2 separate regions of the Gossypium hirsutum genome follow, and region 2 is linked to region 1. Evidence: chromatin contacts called from public Hi-C data. All regions are on one chromosome and are shown on one strand. The core of a region is the stretch at or near the end of the contact, and the rest is flanking DNA. Distances in the headings are between cores, read along the strand shown.

Region 1 (7,297 bases), core at 2,104-4,603:
AGCCCTGTCATGATATGTCTTATCATTTTTTTTTCATTTCATTTCATTTTCATTTCACATTTCATTTCATTTAATTTTTTTCCATTTAAATTTATTTTTTATTATTTCAATTTATTTTTCTTATTAATTTTTTGTCTCATTTCAATTTTTTTTCATTTCAACTTTCATTTCGTTTTAGATTCATTTCAAATTACATTTTATTTCATATTCATTTCACATTTCATTTCATTTCAATTTATTCTTTTTTCATATTCAGTTTTTTTTCATTTCAATTTATATTTTAATTTCATTTTATTTCAAAATTTTAAATTTCATTTAAATTCAAATTTTTTCTCATTTAATTTTTTTCAAATCAAAGTTTTAGGCCCTGACCAGTCGGGTCACGTCTGAGCAGGCCTAGCCTGATAGTGCTGGCCATTCAAAGGCCACTTGCCACTTGGGCTCTGACTCGTGCCGACCAATTGATGCCCTATTTTGACAAGCCTATCATGATATGTCTTGTCAAATTTTTTTTTTCATTTCAATTTATATTTTCATTTCAAATTTCATTTCATTTAATTTATGTGTATTTGTCGTACAACCAGGTTTCGTCCACCTGCACTATCGGCTTACAGTGAGGAAAGGCCCTAACACATGGCTCGAACATCCAAAAATATTGGTGAAAAACTTGTTTCCCTAGTTGTATCTCCTCGTCCAGACCTTTATACGACAGTGTTTGCAAATCAGTCACTGTCCCCAGCACATACTCCTGCACCACCATTTACTTCGCCAACCATGCCTTTTGGTACGACATGTTGTACTTGAATTGAGCTTGCATGTCCGTAATAAGGACCGACACCTAAATGGTAGGCGACTCTTTCTCTAAAGGGATGATGTAGTTGCATATGGTTTTTGCATCTAACTTTCGATAGTCTTGTGACATACGAGCAGACGTGCACGTGTTTAGTCATTCTATTTTCCTTATCATCCATATCTGAGTTTGTTGCATTAACGCGGCTGAGACACGCTAGTTACACCCACTTGAGGCTTTTCAACATTCTCCGACGTATAAAGCCTACGTCAATTTCATCACTTTATAGTCCACACCTAACTTCAAGCTAAGTTGTTTTATTGCATGTAAATAGTTTTTCTTGTTATTGAATTGTTGTCATACAAACAACTCTTCACCATCGAATTCTTCATCAAGTAGGTAAGCCGGGACAATGTTTGAATATTTTGAGAACTCGCGTGCAAGAGCTGCATCAGGAACTACATCAGTCATGAAGGACTTTGGATTATTCTTATAATTATACCTGGGCCTGTGTTCCCGGCCAAATGGGAGTTTACATTTTCACCCTCTACCGGGCCCTCCTCGTTTATGTCTTTAGGGATGTCATCCAAATCGGGGTCATTGAAATCATCGTTAGGATCACGGTGGGACTGATCATCATTATTGGACCCTTCATCACCATCTTCTATGGTGGCCAACACCTCTGGATGGATCCCTAGACTAGTACACAAGTTTGGGATGTTATACGAACATCCACCAATGTTTGGATTTTCGGGAGTTGGCATTGACCTTCACAACCCAACTGATCTTCCCAGTAGACGTTAAGATCAAAATCAATTCCAGAACACTGGCTTGCTGGAGTTACAACTTGAATGGGATCCGGTTTAGCTATCTCCTCGAACAACTCAACTGGGCTGGGATTATCCATCTCAGGGGGCAATAAATTGCTATCATTGTCCATAAATCATCATCATTTTCAAGCTCCATTTTCAAGAACTTGAACTGATTTATTGAAACCAGAAATTTGTAAAATAGTTTCAACATTTGCTACCCGCAACGGGTAGCTATCTTTGTACTGATTTTTCGTTTTAAATCTGTCAGTGAAACATGCTTGTTGAATCTCATTTCTTAGTTTTTTTTTCGACTTTGAAAGACACAAACTTCTTCAGTTGTATTTATCATTTTTCCATCGAAATGAACATAAACAAACAAAATGGGAAATCATCTTCAAAAATTTTTGCTTCCTTCTCAACAAAGAAAAAACTGATATTTTTAATCTCGATTTTCAATTAATAAAGCAAACAAAAAAGCAAACAAAAACTCAGTTGGAAGACAAAACACCTATATATATCTGATAAAGTTGGTACCGGCCATTAGTATCCTAAATCCAATTTTTTTAATCTGATAAAGTTGGTACCAGTCATCAATGTCCCAAAAAAAATTCAGGACCCGAAAAAAGTGATGCCAACTATCAGTGTGCCAAAGGAAAAAAAAATTGTCTTCGGACACAAAAAAGGTGCTGGTGCTAGCCATCTATTTACCAACACCCAAAATTTTTTTAAAGTACTCTGGTGTGGGCCATTAGATGGCCATAACCCAAAACTTTTTTTTTCAAATATTGGTATTTCAGTATACCAATATAATACGGTTTAAAAAAAAATACCCTGATGTCGGCAATTCATGTCCCAAAATCAAAATAATCATTTTTTTTAAACCTGACATAATCATTAAGCAATCATGGGACTAAAATACTAGGGGTGCCAGACATTGGGTTCCCAAAACTCAAATTTACTGTTCATTTCAAGTCATTTGGATGAATATTTTTGAACCATGGTCATTTTTATAAATATTAATTTTTTAGGTTAGATGGGTAAAATAGCCACACATTGCTAACTGGTAATGGTGCACCATGCCTAAATGTAACCAGTATATGATATTTTATATGGTTTTTTTAATTTATCAATAAAATTATATAAAAATATAAGCGTGTGAGTTATCAGTCATTTTTTTATTATTCGCAAATATTATCGGAGAAAAAACAAATTTTTATCCCCATTAAAAGAAGATGATTGTGGACGCCTAATTCTTCCCAAGGGTTGTGATTCAGATAGGATGGTTTTGCACTCCTAGGCATAATTATCTCAATTTTCAATTTAAATTGTGGTATATTTAATTTTAAAATCAGAGCTTTAATTGAAGGGAAATTTATCTTTTTCTTGAAAATTTGAAGTTTTGAGATAAATTGAATTAGAATCGCAATAAAATTGAAATTAATTTTAAACTTTAGCTTAATTTTTTAAATTTTGAAATGGTAGGATAGATATTTGAATATCGAGGGTTAAAAAGGAAAATTAAAAATAATAATAATTAAAAGAGTAAAATTGGAATAAAATTTATTTTGTAGAAGACCATATTTCTTTGGGTTTAGAACTATAATTTCTGAAAACTCAATTTGTTTCCTTCCAAGGTCAAATTAGTTTTTAAGGTCACTTTGAAACCCATTTTCATTTTTTATTCTGGACCCTTCTAAACTGCAGCCCATTTATTTTAAAGAAAAAGATAGCTCAAGCTTGTAAATCCAAATACAGGCCCAAACTTGAGACCTGGCCTTTTTCTTTTTTCGTATTGGTGGTATCTTCCATGGACACCTTGAGTGCCTTGACTTGAATGTTACTGAGTTAATCTCTATTCGCACAGCTTTGAAACTCTTCTTGAATCTGTCTGGATCAATTCAGTCTCTTTATTGATTGATTCAGACTCTGTGACTGCTCTTTCATGGGTCCAGGATAGAGGTAATCGACCTTGGAGGCTTTGGAAGTTCTTTAATGACATTGATGGTCTTATTGATCGCTGCCTGCAGGTGTCGTTTGTTCACACCATCAGGAGGCCTATTCTATTGTTGATTTTTTTGCCAAGAAGGGTGTTACCTCAGACCAATTCTTTGTTGCTTGGTTGTAATCTGTCAAGGCGTTTTCTCTTGCTTGGCTTCTTTCTGTTTTTTCTTTGCATTTTGTAATGAGCAAAAAAAATTGACTTTTTTATTTTAACGGCATGGATATTATTATAAAAAATTCTTTCCAGATAAATTATATATGAAAATATCTAAATTTAAAAAGTAGAAAAACCTGAGTTAAAGCCTTAAAAAAATCTAATAACCCCACCCGTAAACCAATGTTTGTTGAATAGGATCAAGTTTTTGATATCTTTTTTACCCTTTTAAGCCTAAGATCTATAATTTCTTCTTTCGCGTGCAAAACATTAATTATATTTTGATATGGAAATTGATGAACTTGTAGGATAGTATCCATGATGAAGAAGTTGAATCCCACTTGCAAGGTCGTAAATCCGTGCCATTAATGATTATAAAAAAGAAATAATAATGTAGTATTTTGTATTGTCTGACCTCAATTCTCACCTATATTTATTGAGTTAATCATGTCAAATACTAGAAAACAAATCTGAAAAAGCTAAAAAGATTACAGGGACCCATCAAATATAATTATCGGATAATGTAAATGGGACCATGCAGGGCGGCAGGCGTGAATCCCTGATTCGATCTCATATTTGAAGCCGTCTATAATAAAGACTAGATTATGGTTAAAGGTGTTTTATACATATCTAGGGTTTGACAAACTGCTTTATCTAGTTTCCATTAAAATATTTATTTCTTTGTCTGTTTATTCTTCCCTGTTGGTGTTGGAATGCAAGGCGAGTATTCCATGTATGATGGCAAAGCCACAGTTCCCCACCTGTATTTTCACCTTCTTCAACTAGCCCCATGCTCATCTTATTTCATTTTGATTTTGTAGTTTGCTCAGTTCAATTTTGGGTTATGTTTCTCTGGTTTTACCTCTTTTATAGATTTAAAAACCTTGTAGTATATAAATATTGACAAATAGCTTTCGATCTTGTAATCTTTTGCTCAATCATCGGTCTACATAATTGATATTCATGGAACAAATTATTAAAGCATTTTCAGCCAACAAGCTTAGTCATCTCCACCTATTCTTATTAACATTTTCAGCCAAAAAATAAATAAGAGTCCCTAAAGAATAGCTTATTGTTATATCACCATCAAAACTATTTATTTTAAGGGTAAACTATCAAAATGGTCACTTTTGTTTACCTCAAGTTACATTTTAGTCACTTAAGTTTGAAATGTTACATTTTAGTCGCTTACGTTAACGTATTATAACATTTTAGTCATTGAGTCGTCAATTTCCATTAACGGTGTAATGATAAACTAAAGTGGCACGTTAAATCATTATTTCAAACAAAAAATTTAGGTTAAATTATACAATTGGTCCCCATATTTTTTGTTTTGAGCAATTTAATTTTTTTCTTTTATATTTTTTTAACTTTTTTTTTCATTCTCTTTTGCTTCTCCCTCTATTTTCTTCCTTTCTCCATCTCTTTTAACACATTTTTTTTTCTATTTTTCCAATTTGTTAAAACTTTTTTTATGTTTATGAAAAATGAAAAGTCGAAAGTTGAAACCAAAATAAAAATTGCTTTGCATATTCTCAGCCCACAATTACAAACCCTCATCGTCCATCATCGCTTTAACGAACCAATTTGGATCTCTCAATGACCTAGTCCACAAGCTCACCTCACTCGAAGACCTCGACAACCATGACTTATGGAAATCCACCCTCAACAGAGTTTGCCGAGCCAGTTCCCTTAAACTCCTAACCAACCCCCACAGTCACCTTATTTATCTTACCTACAACCTTTTTGCCCTCTCAAAACTATGTTGTTTTACGGATTCTACAAACAAACTCTACACTCTTAATGACTAAAATGACCACCATAAGAAACTTACCCTCTACTTTACCCAAACCAGTTTGATTCCATGCTCCCTTTCTCTCTTCAATTTACCCATGCTTGGCTTCCAATTAAGCTTGCTTGGAAATATCCAAGAAGATTTAGATCAATTTTATCATTTACTTAATTTTATTCATCAGAAAATAAAAGAAAAAGAAAGGAATAATCTACACGATTCTGTAAAAGTTTGGAAACAAAATAAAATCATTTTGAATACAAAGAATTCAATTTATGTTTAGGTTTGATTAAAGATATGGTTTTTTATATTGATAAGTTAGATCAAATTTTAGTTTCAAAATTATGTTATATTCAAATCAAGATTTGATTAACAATGATTGATATTCGGTTTTGAGTGAAATTCAATTTAGGAATCATGTGAAATAAACAAGGAGTTGGTTTGTTTGGTGGGCAAAGATTATGTTTTTGTAGTGAAGAATGTGATAAAAAAGAAAAATAAAGAGGAAGAAGAAAAGGAAAATAAAGAAATAAAAAGAAAAAAATTAAATTGTTCAAAAAAATAAAAGTATAGGGACTAGTATTAACAAATTAAAAACATAAAAAAACCTACGTTAAAAGAAATTGAGAATTGAGGAAAATAGAGGGAGGCGAGAAGAGAATGAAAAAAAAAGTTCAAAGAACATAAAGGAAAAAAATTAAATTGCTTAAAACGAAAAAATATAGGGACGAATTGTATAATTTAATTTAAAATTTTCATTTTAAATGATGCTTTAATGTGTCACGTCAACTTATCTTTACACCGTTAACGTCAATTAATGCTTAGTGACTAAAATGTTATAACACGATAATGTAAGTGACTAAAATATAACATTTCAAATATGAGTGACTAAAATATAACCTGAGACAAACAAAATGATTATTTTGATAGTTTACCCTTATCTTAAAATTGAGAAAAAAATGTAATAACTTTATTTTTTCTCAATTACTACTAGTTACAACTATATCAATTGTCACTACACCAAAACAGGTCTTTAGCGGCGCTTTTTAACGCCACTAAAGGTATTTGCGGTGCTTCCACAAGCGCCGCAAAAAATGCCGCTAACGAAAACGTCGCAAACGTTTGCAGCATTTACAAACAAAAACGCCGCTAAAGACCATATTCTTTAGCGGCGTTTTTGTTTAAGCGCCTCTAAAGAACATGGTCTTTAGCGGCGGTTTTTTCTAAGCACCGCTAAAGAACATGGTCTTTAGCGGCGCTTTTATACAAAAACACCACTATTTTTGGGATTTTTTTATATTAAATTTTTCATTTTTTCAGCCTTCCTGTAGCAACAAATCAAGAGCAACCAAATCTAAACCAGCCAAAAGCAATAAATTTATATAATATTTCAAATCAAACGAATAAAATAATATTAATATCAATAAATAAAAGTGAATTCATATTATTTTTGCAAAAATGTTAAATGTTAAAATAATAAAAATATTTATGCAATACACTATGACGGTGGAAGTTGCGACTGAAACATCTTCATCATAGTCTGAAGCTGTTGCTGGAGTTCGTTGTACTTTTTGTTCTGCTCTGCTTCTCTCGCTGCAGCCTCTGCTTCCCTCACTGCAGCCGCTGCTTCCCTCGCTGCCGCCTCTGCTTTAAGTTGTAGCTGGAGTTCTTCATATTTCCTTTGAACCTCAACTGTGGTCGCTTGCATCTGAGCCATATGGTCTTTTAACCTCTGAACTTCAGCTTGA
Region 2 (6,476 bases), core at 1,806-4,305, 98 kb before region 1:
TGGAAAAGATTATATCAAGTGGCTACGTTGAATCAAAAAAAGGAAGAATTTATTACGAGAAAGAGGAAATCCCTAGAAGAGATAATCAGAGTCTTATGCACAGAAGTTGAAGATGATGATGGAGCAAAAAGACTGAAACATGAAGAAGTAGCGAATCGAAGTGATGTTCGAACAAGTATGGAGATAGAAAATTTAGAGCAAAGTGTCAATTCAAATTTTATAGGACCGACGGCTGCCAAGAGGCAAGCTGACCGAACGTAATAAAAATCTTAAGCTAGAATGTCCGTGGATTGGGGAGTCCACGGGCAGTAAGAAGGGTGCGGTATTTTTTAAAGTAGCAAAATCCCCATTTGGTCTTCTTTTTGGAGACAAAAATTGATAAAAAAATGTATGGAGAAGGTTAGAAGGAGCTATAGATTACTGAACAGGATTGATGTTGAGGTAAAGGGTTCTCGTGGTAGATTATGTTTGGCATGGAAAGCAGATATCTCGGTCAATTTGAGAAGTTTTTCAAAAAGCCACATTGATGTCACATTAAAGGCGGAAGGCGTCAAAGAAGAATGGAGATTCACGGGATTTTATGGCTCACATTATGTTCATAAGAAGAATGATTCTTCGATTCTGCTAAAAAACTTGGGTCAACAACAATCATTTCCATGGTTAGTAAGTGGAGATTGGTTAGTAAGTGGGCTGGGCAGGAAAAATTAAAAAAAGGCAAGAGGGGCTCAAGAGGAAGCTTACTAAGGACTTAGAGATACTGATTGAGAAAGAAAGGGATGATGATACATTGGCAAAGATTATTGATACTAAAATTCATCTTAATATGGAAATTGATAAAGAGGAAATGTATTGGGAATAGAGGGTAAGGGCAAACTGGCTTAAACTAGGAGATAAGAATTCAGCCTTTTTTCACAAATATGCCTCAAATCGTAAAAGAGTAAACACAATATCTAGGCTGGAACTTGATGAAAGAGGAGAGGTTACTGATAAGATTGAGATATATGAGGTTACTGATGGGTATTGACAATAGTATTCCACAAAATATTAATACTTTTCTACTGTCAACATTTACAGCAGACGAAGTGTATGTGGCCTTGAAAAGTATGGGGCCTACTAAAGCACCAGGACCCGATGGTTTTTCCGTATTATTTTTTAAAAAATTCTGGCGCATCGTTAGTAAAGACATCACAACCTTTTGTTTAGGAATTTTGAATGAAGATTAAAATTTTGGCTCTTTCAATTCAATAGATATAGTGCTGATCCCAAAGACCCCAAACCCTACAAATCTCGTTAATTATAGGCCTATTAGCTTGTGCACAGTTATTTACAAAATTGTGGCCAAAACACTAGCCAATCAACTTCAAGTAGTAATTGGGAGATGTATTGATACGACTCGGAGTGCTTTTGTCCCTGGCAGATTAATCTCTGATAACGTGCTTTTGGCTTATAAAATTTTGCACACTCTCCGACTAAAGCATACATGGAAGAAAGGATATATGGCAGTGAAGCTAGATATGAGCAAAGCCTATGATAGAGTTGAATGGGAATTTTTAAAGGAAGTAATGTTAAAGATGGATTTTGCTAAAGAATGAGTGGCATTAATTCTGAAATGCATTACCACAGTTTCGAATGTAGTAAACATTAATGGAGGAAGAGGAAAAAATTTTGAATCTACTAAAGGGTTGAGACAAGGAGATCCTCTGAGTCCTTTTCTTTCTCTTTTCTGTAGTGAGGGCCTTTCATCGTTGATGAGATTGGCAACAAAAGAGGGTCTATTAAAAGGCGCAAAGGCTAGCAGGCAGGGTCCAGCGGTATCATACTTGCTTTTTGTAGATGATTGTATATTGTTTGGAGAAGCAACACGTAATAGAGCGATGGTTTTAAAAGGTATTTTGAAGGAATATGAAAAGTGCTCAAGATAATGTGTGAATTTTAACAAATCTACGATTTTTTATAGTTCAAACACATTGGAAGGAAGAAAATGTAAAATTTCGTCATTAATAGGGGTAAGAAGTTCAACAAATCCGGAGAAATATTTAGGACTTCCCAATGTGCTTGGCAGACGAAAGAAAGAATCTTTTCAGAATCTTAAAGAGAGGATCCATGCAATAATTGAAGACTGGATTGTCAAACTATTATCACAATGGGGTAAGGAGGCTTTTATCAAATCAGTGCTTCAAGCAATACCCACCTATGTTATGTCTTATTTTCTTTTACCAAAATCTTTCTGTGGGGACCTCGAAAATGTCTTTGCTAAATTTTGGTGGCAAAAGGGATATGGGAAAAAGGAATTCGTTGGTGCCAGTGGAAGTTTCTGTGTCGACCGAAAGAAGAGGGCGGAATGGGTTTTCAGAGTATGACCCAATTTAATACTTTATTACTAGCAAAGCAAGGATGGAGAATTTTAAATAGTCCAAATTCTTTAATTGCGCAAGTTCTTAAAGTGAAATATTTTCCAAATGAGAATTTTTTAAATTCGCGCTTGAAGAATAATAGCTCGTATACATGGAAAAGCTTATGGGCGGCAAAAGGAATTTTAGGGGAGGGACTTTGCTGGAAGGTGGGTAGGGGCACGAATATCTCAGTTCTTCATGATGCATGGATTTTGGATACAAGAAATTATAGATTATCATCGATTATTAACAATTTATGTGATTTTAAAGTTGCTGAGCTTATTGATGTTAATAACAGAAGCTGGAAAATAGAGAACATTGTCAATACCTTTTTGAATGAAGTAGCAGAGAAGATTTTGCATATTCCTCTTGCGAAAGCACCTCGTGATGATTTTCTGGCTTGGAATGGTGAACTCTCGAGAGAATACTTTGTCCGTAGTGCCTATAAACTATTACAAAGGTCGGAAGATCCTAGTGTTTATGCTTTAAAAACTGACTAAGTAGTTTCTATAAAAAACTATGGCTATTAAATCTACCCTCCAAAATTAAGATTACAGTTTGGAAAACCTCCTTGAATTACTTGCCTACACGAGCTAACATGCAATACAAAAAGCTAATTACTAATGTCATTTGCCCCCGGTGTGAATCAGTAGTGGAAACGATGGACGATCTCTTCCGGGAATGCCCTGTATCAGTGACAGTATGGACAGAATTATCATTCCAGAAGCTTCTACAGGCTAATATGGAATTTCTACAATGGCTAACCTAGGTGTTTGCTCAGAATAACATTTCCTTATGCTGATTATTTTGTTGCGCGTTATGGACAATCTGAGGAGAAAGAAATAGTAGATAACATGAGAAAGTTAGTAGATCTGGGAAAGAAATTGCAAATTTTTTCCAGAGCTACATCAGAAAGTTAGATGAGAGTGAAAAAGAAACATAAAAAATTACCCAGAAATTCAGTAAATGGAAACACCCACCTAATCAGACAGTGAAGATTAATTTTGACGCAGCATATGATGAAAGATCTAGTCAAGCGGCTTCGGGGATAGTGGTTAGAAACACTGAAGGAAAGGCCCTAATATCTTGCTTAGAGATTCATCACCAGATAGGCTCAGCTTTTGCCGCGGAGGCACTCGCTTGCCGTAGAGCAGTCCAAATCGGGATAGAGATGAAATGGTCCAAGATCATTATTGAAGGTGATTCATTATCAATCATCAAGAAATGCAAGGAAAACAGAGAGGACAAATCACATATCAGAGCATATATACATGATATCCAGCAAATAATGTCCAGATCTAGAAACTTAACGTTTGAATATATCCCAAGAGCAACAAATAGTTTAACACATATACTAGCTAGAGAATCAATGAAGAAAAGGGAGGAGATATACCTGGTGGATAGTGTTCCTGAATATGCCGAATTTCAGAGAGTAAATGACAGTGTACGATAACCGGATTGAAAATGGATAGAGAAAAAGAGAAAGAAAGGGAAGCTGTGAAATGGGCAGATCAACAGACAAAGTGTTAAATACTCCCCTTGGAATTGTGAAAACGTCTTGAAGAAGAAATGCCAGCCTAGCAAACAAGATGTGTATCAGTTTTCTGATTGGGCAGAATAGGGGTATAATTATGGTATTCTAGAATATTCTTAGTTTAGTTTTAAATTTCCTTCCGGGCCAAAGCTTAACAGCGCGTTTGGTTGGGGGGTATGCATGCGTATTCCCCCCTATGCAGCGGGCCCACTGCTAAACGGCCGTTTGATTCGCTGTAATCCCAATCCGCGTGTAATCGGTTACCCCCTATGCAGTTATTGCGCGTAATAACTATTACGCTCCCTCATCCCCGATTTCCTAATCCGTGTTTTCCCCTTCTCTGCTTTTCCATTTTTTGCCCTCGTCCTCAGCCTTCAGATTCTTCGACGCCTCCTTACACAGGTAATTTCTTTTCCCTTCCACTCAGTCCGTCATTGATTTGAGTTTGTTTCTTTGATTTTCTTTATTTTATCAAGAAGGAGGAACCGATTTGCTGTTTTATTTTAACTGTTCACTAACCCAAATCGATTTCCCTTTTCTTATTTCAAACACCTTCTTCATCGCAATCTTGCCTAATTTTGCATTCACCCGGTTAGTTTTCCAGAGGTTTTTCCAAAGTTTGTTTTGCATGTTCGATTGAAAGACATAATTTTAGGGCTAAATAGTTTGTTTCGGTTCTTGCCTGTATTGCATTATTTGTTTCAGTTCTTTGTTTCGATTCTTGCCTGTATTGCATTATTTGTTTGAGTTAATCGATTTCTCTTTTCTTATTACAGGTTGTTGTTCATCGAACTCTTCCCCAATTTCCCTGGTTACAGGTTAGTTTTCCTTCCCAAGTAAAACTCCTCTACGATTTGTGAAGAGAAACTTGAGGGGACGAATATGCTCTCCCTTGCTATTCCTACTTAACTGCTTTCGATCTGTTGTTTTTGTTCTTTGGCATGCTAATGAGCTTTATGATTGTTTAGTTGTTGTTTGGCATACTTAATCTGCTCAAATTCCAAACAATGGAGAATTTGCGTAATTTTAGTTGTTGTTGCGTCTTGGTCTGTTTGGTCTGTTTATACTTTGTTGTTAGTAATGCTCTGCTCTTTTGGCTAGATTTTGTTCTAGTTTGCTTAGCTTAGGTGGAATGGTGTTGGGTTTGATAGATATCTTACATCTGATACATGGAAGATTGTTGTCTCTTTTCCTTTGTTATGTAATCCAAATACTTTTAAGGCATGCAAGTATGTTAATTGAAGTTGTTTAAGCTATGTTTATTATTTCATAGGTAGTAGTACTGAACCATTAGGTTCATTTTGGTTGCAATCAAAGTTAATAAGCTTAACTGCAGACTTGAGGCAGTGAGCAATTACGGCTTCATTTTCTAAGTTAGCTTAATGACTGATCCAGACTTGTGAATTGCCATTTAAATCCAGACAGTTTTGGGATACTCTGCTGTTGTTTGAAGGAGTTTACAGTGGAAAATGTTGTTAGTGCTGTTTTTTCAATTCAGAAATTGTTTAGTTGTTGTTAGTGACTAGAAGATGAAACTGGAAATTATTGCGTCTGTTTTGATATTATTTTATAGGTTCTGGTTCCTGCTTGTTTTGGGGATTATTAATTGCAAGTTTGGTATGATATAGTTCTGTTATTCTTTAGATTTTGAAATGAAATGCTGTAAAAGAGTTACTTGAGGTAGAGGTAGATATTCGATTAAGGGTTAATTATGTTGTTATTATTAAAGAGTCAAATAATTATTGAATTAATTTACAAGGCTTTTTTTATATAATAAGCTCTCTATTTTTAATTATTGAATTAATTATTAAAGACTCAAACAATCAATCAAGTTCCAATTTCGATTCTTATATAATGTCCAAATTTAAGATTAAATCTTCATATTTTAATTAAAATATAATTCGGTACATCAACCGATTGAAATGCTAACGCAAATTTTTATACTTCATAATAATATTCAAATTTCTTATTTAATTCGAATTGATTATAATATTATTTTCAAATAAATTATCAAATTATAAAATGACACTCAATTGACATAATTATTCATAAAGAGTTCATTCCTTTTCAAATGCGTATAATGTTAATTACTCATGTTTTTGTTACAGCAACGGAGAAAATGTTCTCAAAATTAAAATTGATAAAATCTTACTGAAGATTAACAATATCTCAACAAAAATTGAATGAATTAGCTATTTTATTAATTGAAAAAAGATATCTTATACGAGATTTATTTTAATAATTTTGCATCTCTAAAGTCTAAAAAATAAATTTTAAATAAACATTTATAATGTTGATTTAATAGTTAGTTAACTAATTTGAAGGTCTATTTTTACAGTTTTTCTTTTTAAGTTTTTAGAAATGTTGAGACACATTAGCTAAATATATTAACAATTTAATTACCTTAGGTGCAATTTACCTTAAATTTAATGATTAGTAATAAATTTGATAAAAAAATTTGATTAATAATTATTAAGCCTAGTATAGTATTATTTCTTAAATTGCTTCTCAAAAGTGTTAGAGCCGTATGTAATACCAAACAAACAACT

What was found. A called contact is a pair of places that touch in the nucleus more often than the background predicts.
Region 2: a contact with region 1 is called in a Hi-C map of leaf, with 2.5 times the contacts expected there. The contact joins the promoter of LOC121223170 here to the enhancer-like site in region 1. A contact is called at or near these places in 5 of 34 Hi-C or Micro-C datasets (callus, hypocotyl, leaf and 1 more).

Annotation. Positions count from the first base shown.
Region 1 is chrD11:29,570,542-29,577,838 of Gossypium_hirsutum_v2.1, reverse strand. No RefSeq gene overlaps it. Among protein-coding and RNA genes, the nearest start is that of LOC107913352, 16 kb to the right of the region's middle. Within about 2 kb of position 3,353, at least 8 of the 9 cell types and tissues checked have an H3K27ac peak or open chromatin away from gene starts, as enhancers often do. A contact at or near this core is called in hypocotyl and leaf, where this site is marked.
Region 2 is chrD11:29,669,046-29,675,521 of Gossypium_hirsutum_v2.1, reverse strand. It overlaps LOC121223170, which reads left to right and starts at 3,055. Exons shown (of 2, transcript XM_041104266.1): 1 at 3,055-3,093; 2 at 3,349-3,846. The coding sequence starts at 3,055. The coding sequence ends at 3,846. LOC121223171 reads left to right here and starts at 391. Exons shown (of 3, transcript XM_041104267.1): 1 at 391-659; 2 at 1,730-1,887; 3 at 2,005-2,360. The coding sequence starts at 391. The coding sequence ends at 2,360.